Linked DNA regions of Mus musculus: regions 1 and 3 are each linked to region 2. A link is a contact called in public HiChIP or PLAC-seq data. All regions are on one chromosome and are shown on one strand. Each heading gives the region's core, a stretch centred on a gene start, on an enhancer-like site or on the middle of the called end of the contact. The rest is flanking DNA. Distances are from core to core; before and after follow the strand shown. Region 1 has its middle 30 kb from the start of Gtf2ird1. Region 2 holds the start of Ncf1 (neutrophil cytosolic factor 1). Region 3 holds the start of Clip2 (CAP-GLY domain containing linker protein 2).

What was found. HiChIP or PLAC-seq counts read pairs in DNA pulled down with a chosen protein or histone mark.
Region 1: an H3K4me3 HiChIP or PLAC-seq map of bone marrow-derived macrophages shows a contact between it and region 2, with 4 times the contacts expected there. The contact joins the enhancer-like site here to the promoter of Ncf1 in region 2. A contact is called at or near these places in 13 of 39 promoter capture datasets (the 3T3-L1 cell line, the C10 cell line, the HPC-7 cell line and 8 more), 1 of 15 datasets of contacts at CTCF or cohesin (embryonic stem cells), 3 of 484 Hi-C or Micro-C datasets (double positive thymocytes and embryonic stem cells), 7 of 115 datasets of contacts at active chromatin or transcription factors (T-cell acute lymphoblastic leukemia, bone marrow-derived macrophages, embryonic stem cells and 4 more) and 3 of 9 other capture datasets (adipose tissue, liver and pancreatic islet).
Region 3: an H3K27ac HiChIP or PLAC-seq map of microglia shows a contact between it and region 2, with 4 times the contacts expected there. The contact joins the promoter of Clip2 here to the promoter of Ncf1 in region 2. A contact is called at or near these places in 3 of 39 promoter capture datasets (cranial neural crest, embryonic stem cells and liver), 6 of 115 datasets of contacts at active chromatin or transcription factors (astrocytes, embryonic forebrain, embryonic stem cells and 3 more) and 3 of 9 other capture datasets (adipose tissue, liver and pancreatic islet).

What each region holds. Positions count from the first base shown.
Region 1 is chr5:134,484,518-134,488,043 of GRCm38.p6, forward strand. No RefSeq gene overlaps it. Among named protein-coding and RNA genes, the nearest start is that of Gtf2ird1, 30 kb to the left of the region's middle. Within about 2 kb of position 1,399, at least 16 of the 459 cell types and tissues checked have an H3K27ac peak or open chromatin away from gene starts, as enhancers often do. A contact at or near this core is called in bone marrow-derived macrophages, where this site is marked.
Region 2 is chr5:134,227,322-134,230,917 of GRCm38.p6, forward strand. It overlaps Ncf1 (neutrophil cytosolic factor 1), which reads right to left and starts at 2,304. Exons shown (of 11, transcript NM_010876.4): 1 at 2,175-2,304; 2 at 754-834; 3 at 129-204. The coding sequence starts at 2,246.
Region 3 is chr5:134,550,968-134,554,650 of GRCm38.p6, forward strand. It overlaps Clip2 (CAP-GLY domain containing linker protein 2), which reads right to left and starts at 1,467. Exons shown (of 17, transcript NM_009990.3): 1 at 1,079-1,467.

The DNA.
Region 1 (3,526 bases), core at 149-2,648, 260 kb after region 2:
AGCAAACAGAGAAAGCAAAAGCTTCCTTTTCCTCCTCCTTCTGGGTCCTTAGATAGGCTTTGAGCAGAAGGTGTGGCCCAGATTAAAGGATATTTTTCCCCCAACTCAAGTGATGATCTGGATTAAAGGTGTGTCTGCCTGCTTCACGATCCAAATTAAAGGTGTGTCTTTTTCAATTTCCAATTAAGCAAAAATCCCTTACAAGTGTGCCCTACATTGTGGGGTTTTAGTTAATTCCAGATGTAGTCAAGTTGACAATCAAAAATAGCAACTGCAATGCATGTGTATATAAAGTAAGTGTATGTATAGATACACATGTGCACACATGGATGCTTATACACATATGTGTGTAGTATTGTGTGGATGACTGTATGTGTATACATGTGAATATTCTGGTATGTGTATGTGTGTGTGGATAATTATGAGTGTATGTGCTCATATATCAGTGGACGTCCATATGTGCCTATGTAGTTGTATGTGTACAACATAGTGAGTGAGTGAGGCATGTGCTTACATGAAAAGGCTTCTCTGGAGGATAAGGTTTGAGCTAGAAACTCAGGACCAGGCCAGAGTGGACAGTGGTTCAGAAAGGTTAGCATAGATTAAAGGGGTGTCCTAAAGGTTAGCATAGGTTAAAGGGGTGTCCTAATTTGCTTTCTGTTGCAACAAAACACTGACCAAAATCAAATTGGGGAGGAAAGGGTTTATTTGACTTACAAGTTACAGTCTATCCACCTGTCCACCCATCCATCCATATTTGATTCAGGGCAGGAATCAAAGCAGGGGCCATGGAGGGATGCTGCTTACTGGTCCTTGCCTTGCTCGGCTACCTGCCTAGGAATGGTACCTCCCACAGTGGGCTGGACCCTTGCCCATCAATCATCAACTAAGAACACGCCCCCTAGACCTGCCAGTCTAGGAGGCAATTCCTCAACTGAGGTCCCCTCTTCCCAGGTGTGTCTAGTTGGCAACTGGAGCTTTGACGGGGGTTAGGGGGGTGAAGAACAGAAGGTGGTGGATGCAGCATAGAGCAGGCATGTGGACTGAGTGAGGGCAAAAGGGAGATGCGCCCGATTTGCGAAACAGTCTGGGAAATCCAGTGTGAAGTGGTCCAGTAGGGCAGGGGGAAAGGCAGCTGCTGAGCCACGGAAGGGGCTTTGAGGGTGACTCTGAGGGCAGCATAGGGGACAGCTAGTTCTTCCCTCTGTTGTCACTTGAGAGAAAGGTTCCAGACAAGAGCCAGAACTATGCGTTCTCAATTCAGCAAGGACCCCAGCAAAGGCATGTTGAGTCACTCAACGGCAGACAAGGATCTGGGTATAGGAAGGGGGATCCGAGTCCAGGGACATGAAATCCTACCTAAAGGGTTCCTGGAAATGAATTGAATGTCCCCTTTCTAGCTGGCTTCTGTTGCTAAGATGGATAGGTGGACAGATGGATAGCCACATAGGAGTCTGAACCAAGCCTGGTGGCTTCTTGGGACCACCCCACCAGGGAACTATAGGGCCGGGAGGGAGATACTTTGTGCCTTTCCTGTGCAGGCTTGCCAGTCAGGTTCTATGCCTTTTAAGTGCCATAGAGATGACCGGAAGGTGCAGCAGCTGAGGGCGACACCTTGTGGTGAGTTCTGTGCATTACAGGAGGGACTATAAATATACATGCATACCTTATATGTATGTCATCTCCCACTGTGTCCTCTTCACTGCCCCAACTCACCTTTCTCTTTCTGCCCTGTTTTTTCTTTCTTCTCTTCTCCAATCTCCTCTTTTTTTTCTCCCTTCCTCTCTCTCCCCGACCTCTTCCCTGTCTCCTCCCACTCTACCTATCCTCCCTCTCTTCCTCCCCCTCCTTCACGCCCCCCAGGCCGTCTTTAAATTTACTGTGTAAGCTGGTGCTAAGACCAGGCTGTGGCCTGCTGTAAGTTACTCTATATTGACTAAAACTGCCTTTTTTTCAGGTTGTGTCTTGCCCCCAGGAGTCTCTATTTTGGGGTGGAGGATGACGGCTCCCGCCCAAACGGATCTGCAGACACCATCATTCACGTAGCACAGACTAGTATGTGACTTATTCCTGGGCGTAGAAAGCTGGGTGCAGTGGCACATGCCTTTAATCCCAGCACTCAGGGGGCAGAGGCAGGCGAATTTCCGAGTTCGAGGGTAGCCTGGTCTACAGAATGAGTTCCAGGACAGACAGGGCTACACAGAGAAACCATGTCTCGAGAAACCAAAAAACAAAACAAAACAAAACAGAAAAAAAAAGAGTGACATCCAGGACAATCAAGGGACACACAATGAGACCCTGCCTCAATAAGCAAAAATAAATAAACAAATAAAATTTAATAAGGGTGCCACCCTTCAGGACAAATTGAGACTCTAGGGGCATATGGGTGATTGAAAATATTAGACACACCAAAGAAAGAGTGTAACCCCCTCACCTGGAGCCCTTAAAGTGACGAAGCAGTGGCCCCCACACCTTCTTGTCATCTGACACTCAGTGTGCGAATGAAGGACCAATATACAGAACACTCCAGGCTGCCTCTGGGGTCTCAGCACAGCGTGGTCCCTGGACTAAGAAAAACACTGAGTGCTGTAAGCCAGATTTAATAAAGCATCCTAGAAGCAGAACAGTTATCTGAGAGCTGTAGCCTATGCCCAACTTCAGAGGTTTCACAGGGGAACAATATTAGCAACCGGAGTAAGGGGTTTTTTTAGATTTTAAAATTTTTTTAAAGATTTATTTATTTATTATATGTAAGTACACTGCAGCTGTCTTCAGACACCCCAGAAGAGGGAGCCAGATCTCATTATGGATGGTTGTGAGCCACCATGTGGTTGCTGGGATTTGAACTTGGGACCTTTAGAAGGCCAGTCAGTGCTCTTAACCACTGAGCCATCTCTCCAGCCCCTTAGATTTATTTATGTATTTATTTTATGTATATGAGTACACCATAGCTATACAGATGGTTGTAAGCCTTCATGTGGTTGTTGGGAATTGAATTTCAGGACCTCTGCTCACTCTGGTCAGTCATGCTCGCTCAGTCCCTGCTCGCTCTGACCCAGAGATTTATTTATTATTATACATAAGTACACTGTAGCTGTCTTCAGACGCACCAGAAGAGGGTGTCAGATCTCATGATGGGTGGTTGCTGGGATTTGAACTCAGGATCTTCGGAAGAGCAGTCAGTGCTCTTACCCGCTGAGCCATCTCGCCAGCCCCCTAAGGCATCATTTTAGCCAAGACTGTGGCTGCTTTTTCCTAAGAATCTGCCTGAGACCAAACTGAAGAGTTTCGTTTTTGGTTTTGGAAGACAGAGTTTCTCTGTGTAGCCCTGGTTGGCCTGGAACTCACTCTGTAAACCAGGCTGGCCTCGGACTCAAGAGATCTTCCTGCCTTTATCTCCTGAATAATGGATTCAAGATGTGTGCCACCATGCTTAGCTTAAATTGAAGAGTTCGGGATTTTGTTGTCAGAGGACATTTTAAGACAGCCTAATGGCGACTCTTTCTTGTGGTTATTAATGATCACT
Region 2 (3,596 bases), core at 1,054-3,553:
GGGGAGCCAGAGACCCATGAGCACACTCACACAAGTCCAAAAGTGTGTGGAAAGGGGTTTTAGAGAGCAGAGGAGGAGCAACCCTTGGGGCAGAGGACCCTGCTGAGGGGCTCAAGCCGTGCTCTCACCCGGGAGGTGTGGGATGACTCTGTTCTCTGTGTGGATCTCGCCGGCCTCAATGGGGAACATCTCCTTCAGCATTTTCTAGATAGAAGAAGAAAACCTGGGCTGGGCTCCGTGGCACAGATTGCCTAGTATGCACGCAGTCTTGGGTTCCACCCTGAGCATTGCAGAAATGGGACGTGGGGTGCACACACTCAGGAATTGAGGCAGGAGGATCAGGAGTTCAAAGGCATCCTTGTTGTGTAATGAGTTTGAAGCCAGTCTTAGATACATGAGAAAGAACAAAAGGGGTGCTCGAAAAGATCTAAGTTGGAGCAGTTCATAACACTCACCGGGAGGGGGAGCCATTGGGTCCACAAAAGTCCCATTGAAATATTCTCATTCCCACCCACCCACCCCCTTTGTGTGTGTGTGTGTGTGTGTGTGTGTGTGTGTGTGTGTGTGTGTGTGTGTTATCTCCTCTGTCCCTGTCTCCTTCATTTGTTTATTTTGAGACAGGGTCTCACTATGTAGCCCTCGGAAATCTCTAGGTACCCCAGGCTAATCTGACTTCAGATACATGCTGAGCTTGAGGTCCACAAAGGCAGAGGCAAAGCTGCAGTTCGAATCTGCCCCTCCCCCAACACTCACATGGAACTCGTAGATCTCGGTGAATTTTCTGTAGACCACCTTCTCCGACAGGTCCTGCCACTTAACCAGGAACATGTACACCTGAGGGGCATTAGAGCCGAGAGGGGCACTCAGCACCCACGAGGACCATGCTGTGCCCCTGGGCTGCCTTTTTAGCCTTGGATGGAAGGCTGAGGGGTTGTGGTGAGGCAATCTTTGGGGGTTTTGCTACATTGTGAGACTCTGTCTAAAAATACCCCTGTGATTGTCTCCAGGGGAGGGATGGAGGACATGAAGGAAACACCCAGGGTGACCGCTGTCCCCTCTTCTGGTGTGGCTTTTGGTTGTGGAATGATTCAGAACATTTATATTTAGAGAGGGAGGGAGGAGGGAGGGGAGACTTAGCTCTTAACTGCTGAGGGTCCCAGGTAAACAGCTTACAAGTGCTGGGCGGCACCATCTCTGGCCTGCCTTGGGCCGAGCAGACCCAGTGATAGAGTCTAGATATATGGGCAGATATTCCTCGACCTCATCTCCCCAGGGCAAACGGGAGACATCGTCCCCTACTAGGGATCCAAACTCAGTAACCAATATCATAGAAGAGGAGAGAAAAAAAAGCCACAGTTTCCAGGCCTCGCAGGCTGCCATGCAGGGCCACTCCTGGAGCTGACTAGACAGGGAGGTTTCCTGGTAGGAATGAGCCTTGGTCCTAGGCACTGGACAGAGGGTAAGGTTGAGCTCTGGCATGCTTGGGGGCTCAGTGTGAAGACAGAGAGGGAGGCAGCTGGGACGGTGCACAGGGGTATCTGCTCACCATGGCAGGGTCCTTTGTGAACACCCAAGAGAAGCCTGAAGCCCAAGGATAAGAAAGCCCTGTGCCTGAGAGGTCCCCACGGAGGTATATCTTCCCCTGGTCCCCCTCCCCCTCACATCCTTCCCTTGGTCCCCCTCCCCCTCATAGCCTCCCCTGGACCCCTCCTCCCATATCCTTCCCCTGTTCTCCCTCCCCCCATATCCTTCCCTGGTCCCCCTCCCTCTCACATCCTTCCCTTGGTCCCCCTCCCCCTCATAGCCTCCCCTGGACCCCTCCTCCCCATATCCTTCCCCTGTTCTCCCTCCCCCCATATCCTCCCCTGGTCCCCCCTCCCTCTCACATCCTTCCCCTGGTCTCCCTCTCTCCATATCCTTCCCCTGTTCTCCCTCCCCCCATATCCTCCCCTGATCCCCCTCCCTCTCACATCCTTCCCTTGGTCCCCCTCCCCCTCATATCCTCCCCTGGACCCCTCCCCCCATATCCTCCCCTGGTCCCCCTTCCCCTCACATCCTTCCCTGGTCTCCCTTCCTCTCATCTCCTTCCCTGGTCCAGGTGGTTTTTGGGTAGCAGCAGAGTGATAGCACTGTCCCCACTATGCGCTCCTGCAGGGCACTCTTAGGCTACTCACATAGTGCTGGCTGGGGATGAAGCGCTTCTCGAAGCCCAGCAGGGCAATATGGCGAATGAAGGTGTCCCCCATGGCTGGGCCGTGACAGGGACACTTCTCTCTATAGCCTGGGCTGGGCCTTAAATACACTAAAAAGAAGAAGTGGTTTCTGCTGCTTGTGGGGTAAGGGCGGGGAAGGCCCAGGAGGCTCTTAGACTTAGTCTTTCACTTTCTGAGAATTTTTGAGCTTCAACAGAGTGGTGGGGCAGCCAGGGGCCCTGAAGCACAGAAACCTGTTCTACCGACACCATGGCCCAACCCAGGCACTGGGGCCTCTCTACAGTTCTGAACCACCCCCAACAAACATGGGGCTGGAGAGCTGGTGCAGTGCTTAAGAGCACTGACTGCTCTTCCAGAGGTTCTCAGTTCAATTCCCAGCAATCACATGGTGGCTCACAACCATCTGTAATGGGATCTGATGCCCTCTTCTGGTGTTGTCTGAAGACAGCTACAGCATGCTCAGATTAATAAAATAAATAAATAAATCTTAAAAAAAAAAAAGCTGGGTGTGGTGGCAGGCAGAGGCCGGCAGATTTCTGAGTTCGAGGCCAGCCTGGTCTACAAAGTGAGTTCCAGGACAGCCAGGGCTATACAGAGAAACCCTATCTCAGGAAAAAAAAAAAAGCCTGTGACCCCAGCCCTTGGGAGGTAGAGGCAGGAGAATCAAGGGTTCAAGGCCAGCTTCAGCTATATAATGAGTTTGAAGATAGCCTGGCCTACGTGAGATTGACTTTAGAAGTCCTGTCTTTACAGGACCAGGACTGGACATGGCTCCGCAGATAAAGTCCTTGGCATACAAGCCTGAGGACCTGAGTTCTATCTCTAGAACCTACATTAAAGAAAAGTTTAGGGCCAGCGAGATGGCTCAGTGGGTAAGAGCACTGTCTGCTCTTCTTCTGAAGGTCCTGAGTTCAAATCCCAGCAACCACATGGTGGCTCACAACCATCTGCAATGTATAATAATAAATAAATCTTTGGGCGGAGAAAGCAGGGACTGATGGAGAGAGAAGAGTTATCTGAAGTGAGAGGGTCCGACCTGAGCAAGGGGAGGTCCTAAATTCAATTCCCAACAACCACATGAAGGCTCACAACCATCTGTACAGCTACAGTGTACTCATATACATAAAATAAATACATAAATCTTTTTAAAAAGCCAGGTGTGGTGGCACACACCTTTAATCCCAGCACTTGGGAGGCAGAGGCAGGTGGATTTCTAAGTTCGAGGCCAGCCTGGTCTACAAAGTGAGTTCCAGGACAGTCAGAGCTATACAGAGAAACCCTGTCTCGAAAAACCATTTAAAAAAAAAACTTTTTTAAAAAAATAAAGAAAAGCTCAGAATCCTCTGTGTGTGTGTGTTTGTGTGTGTGTGTAGATGCAGTTAT
Region 3 (3,683 bases), core at 217-2,716, 320 kb after region 2:
TGCCAGCCCCTGGTGGTGCCAATCCAGGTGACAGCGACCTTATGAATGAAGGACTCATTGTTTACATTTACAACTGATGGGGAGAGGCCTCTGGCTCACAGCAAAGGGAAGGTGGCCCCACGTGGTGCTCTCTAGCTCCTCAGAGCACAGCCCTAGGCCAGCCCCATCCCCAGCGTCCTCTGTCGGGGCACCCTTCAAGATTAAAGCCAATTCCTAGTTCCACAACCGTCCAGGCCCCTGCCCATTTGTAGTCCAGAAGACAGGAGCGGGATCTCAGAGGCTGGATTGTGATTCCTCTACCCCTAAGGTGTTCCTCTGCAACGACCTTTCCAGGCTTTGGCCAGGATCGGGAGAAGGCACGCGTGGCAAAGCCCAGTGAGTCCAGGACAAACACACAGGCCCCTCCTGAGGATCCACGCGGGCTAGCCCTGGAGGCTCAGCCCTGCATCCTGCGTCGCCACTGCCCCTCCCTGGGGGGAGGGAAAAAAACTGCTGCCTCACCAGCTACCAGCGCCAGCTTGGGGGGGCAACCCTGCGGAAAGCCACCCTGCCTGGGCCTCCCCCTTACCCTATCCTCTGCCAAGCCAGGCTCTCCAATCAAGTTTTGCTAAGGGCACCAACCAGGCGACCCCAGGTGGCGGGGCGGGGGCCTCCGTGTCTCATCCCAGATGCCAGGTCTGAAGATGAGAGCTGATGGCCGCGCCCACCAGGCTGTGCCCCCACAGAGCCTGTGTGAGCCTTCCCCAAGAGCTCTGCAGCTTGTCCTGGATCCGCTCTTGGAAAGAGGACGCCAACAAAAACACCCGAATCCCAAGCTATGGATGTTTGCACCATCTGGACGTGCAATCCAGGGGCGCCCCCAACCCCAGCAGCGACCTGGGTTAAGGAAGTTGGGGTTCACCCCGCCCACGCCCACCAGCGGCAGCGACCCTGTCCGCTGTCCTTGCCCACGCGACGACAATGGCTTGGTGATAGCACCCCCTTTTCTTTCCAGGATAGGGTGCCGCCGCCCCCCGCGACTCTGCGTCCTTTGTTGCCCGCGCGCCCCCATCGCGCGCGTCCCCAGAGCGGCGCCTACCTTGGAGCTCCAGCAGCGACCAGGACCCGACACCCCTCGCCTCCTCTTGGTCCGCGCGTCCCGGGAACGAGGATGCTGCGCCGGTCTCCTCACGCCGATACACTAACCGGGTCTCCGCGCTCGGAGTCCGGGCCTCGCACAGGATCTACGTCCAGAAGGGGATAGAGGGAGGGGCCGATCCAGTAAGCCCGGCCGCTGCCTGCGCGCCCCGAGGCGGAGCCGAGCTGAGTCGAGCCGAGCGGGGCCGAGCCGGGAAGATCCGAGCCAAACGGGGCGGAGGCGAGAGAAACCGAGCAGAGCGGAGCCCGGTGGAGCCCTGCCAAGGTGAGCCGAGCCCAGCCGAGAGAAGCCGAGCGCCAGGAGAGCTCAGCGGCCAGAGAGCGAACAAAAGGGGCCGGCGTAGCGGCGGGCGCAGGAAGGCGGGGCCCGGAGCGCGGGGGGTGGGGGGGAGGTTGGGGGCGGTGCCCACAATCCTGGTCTCCGGGTTCTCAGGCAACAGTGACGCGCAAAGACTGGGGAGCGGGCGGGCAGAGAAGTCTTAGGAACCTGGTCTTCCCCATCAAGACCATCTACAGCTGACTTGAGCCTTGGAAATAGATTTCACTCACAGGCCCTTCAGCCCTACGCATTTATGTGTGTTCCAGTTTCTGTTTCAACCCTGCATTGCTTATGTAAATATTCCATATAAGGAGACTGAGACACTTAGGAACGTAAGGGGGCGGGGCTGGGATCTGGAAGGCTTTTCGCAAGGGTTGACTTAGGGACTGTGTTCAAAGAGGCGAGGAAGGGGAATGATGCAAATGACCAGAGAGCTTCAGGGGTACCACCTGACACCTGACACTAGGCAAACTGAGCGGGAGGACAAGCGGAGCTACACAGTGAGACTCTGTCTCAAAAAAATCCTTAAGGTCTCACTCAGCGTGGTGGTACGTTAACCTCTGGACCTCAGTTTCCCCATCTTTAAAGGAGGCAGGGTGTTTTTTAGTTCATCAGAACAAAAAGGTAGTTGTGCATTGATGCCAACAGTAGGCCAGCCCAGAGGAACTCTTGCAGTGAAGAGAGTCTGTGTGAGAAGAGCCAAATTCCTCAGAAGTGGACCGTATACAAAGTAAAGAGTGGGTTGTTCGAGAAAGAGCAAGTTTTACGTAGCTAGATGGACAGTTTCAGTGTTGAAATAGGACCTAAATCATGGCAGACTGGAACGAATCCACCTCTTAGGTTGGGTCCTGGCTTAGAGGTAGAGCACCTACCTAGGATAACCCCAGGGAGGGGCTGGGGGCGGGGCTCAGGGGTAGAGCCCCTGCTTAGCATTACTGAAGCCCCAGGTTCCATCCACTAACAGAAAAATGAAATAGCTGGCCATGGTAGCACCTGCCTTTAATCCCAGCACTTGAGACGCTGTAACAGACTGATCCGTATTAGTTTAAGCCCAGCCTGGTCTACATAGAGAGTTCCAGGCCAGACAGGGCTACATAGTCTCAAAAAGAAGGAAAATTAATACCACAGATAAAAGAGTTAAAGTTCACACTTCAACCATCAACCATAGTTCTCTGTCTGTAAACCCTTCAATGTGTGTCTTAGAAAGAAAGGATGAGGGCTGGAGAGATGGCTCAGTGGTCAAGGGCATACATTTCAGCTGGGTGTGGTGGTGCATGCCTTTAATTTCAGCAAGTTAGGGGCTGCACTCTGTAGCTTGAAGCCAGCCTGGTCTGCATAACAAGTTCCATGCCAGCCAAAAGTATACAGTGAAACCCTGTCTCAAAAAATAAAAGACTGGGGCTGGTGAGACGGCTCAGTGGGTAAGAGCACCCAACTGCTCTTCCGAAGGTCTGAAGTTCAAATCCCAGCAACCACATGGTGGCTCACAACCACCGGTAATGAGATTTGATGCCCTCTTCTGGTGCGTCTGAAGACAGCTACAGTGTACTTACATATAATTAATAAATAAACAAACAAATAAATAAATCTTAAAAAAAAAAAAAAAGACTGTACACTGCTCTTTCAGAATCCCGGTAGGAGGAAGAAAGATCCTAAGTTCAAGGCCAGCTTTGGCCACATGATAATTTGGAGGATGGCCCAGGCTACATGAGTCACCGGGACAAGGATTTGTCCCCATGTGAGCCACCTGAGCATTCTGTTGGTGCCCTCAGCAGGCAGACAGAAGGAACCCCCAACTGACATGCCCCCAGGTGGACCCCCAGCAAGAATCTCCCTGCTAAACATCTGCTTTGGGCTATTGGAATCAGCTCCAAGAGACCCAGCTGGCTGCTCATGGGTGGAACCTCAAAGGGTGACTGATCTTTGGCCCTAGCTGTTGGCAAGCTGGTTCTAGCTGAGGAATCCTCCCCTTACTGGGGGATTTCTGGCAGGTACTCGGTATCTCAACCACGCCCCAGCTTTCGCTGGGGAACTCTAGGCCAGCACTCTATCCATGTGCTACATCTCCAGCCCCTTATATTTATTTTTGAGACAGAGCCTGACATACCCAGTGCTAGCTTTGAGTTCCCTCTGGTCTAGTTCTAAAAACCCACTTGCCTTTGCCTTTCCAGTGCTGAGATTCCAGTCATGTGCCATCATGTCTGGTCCTAGCCCATAATTTTGATAT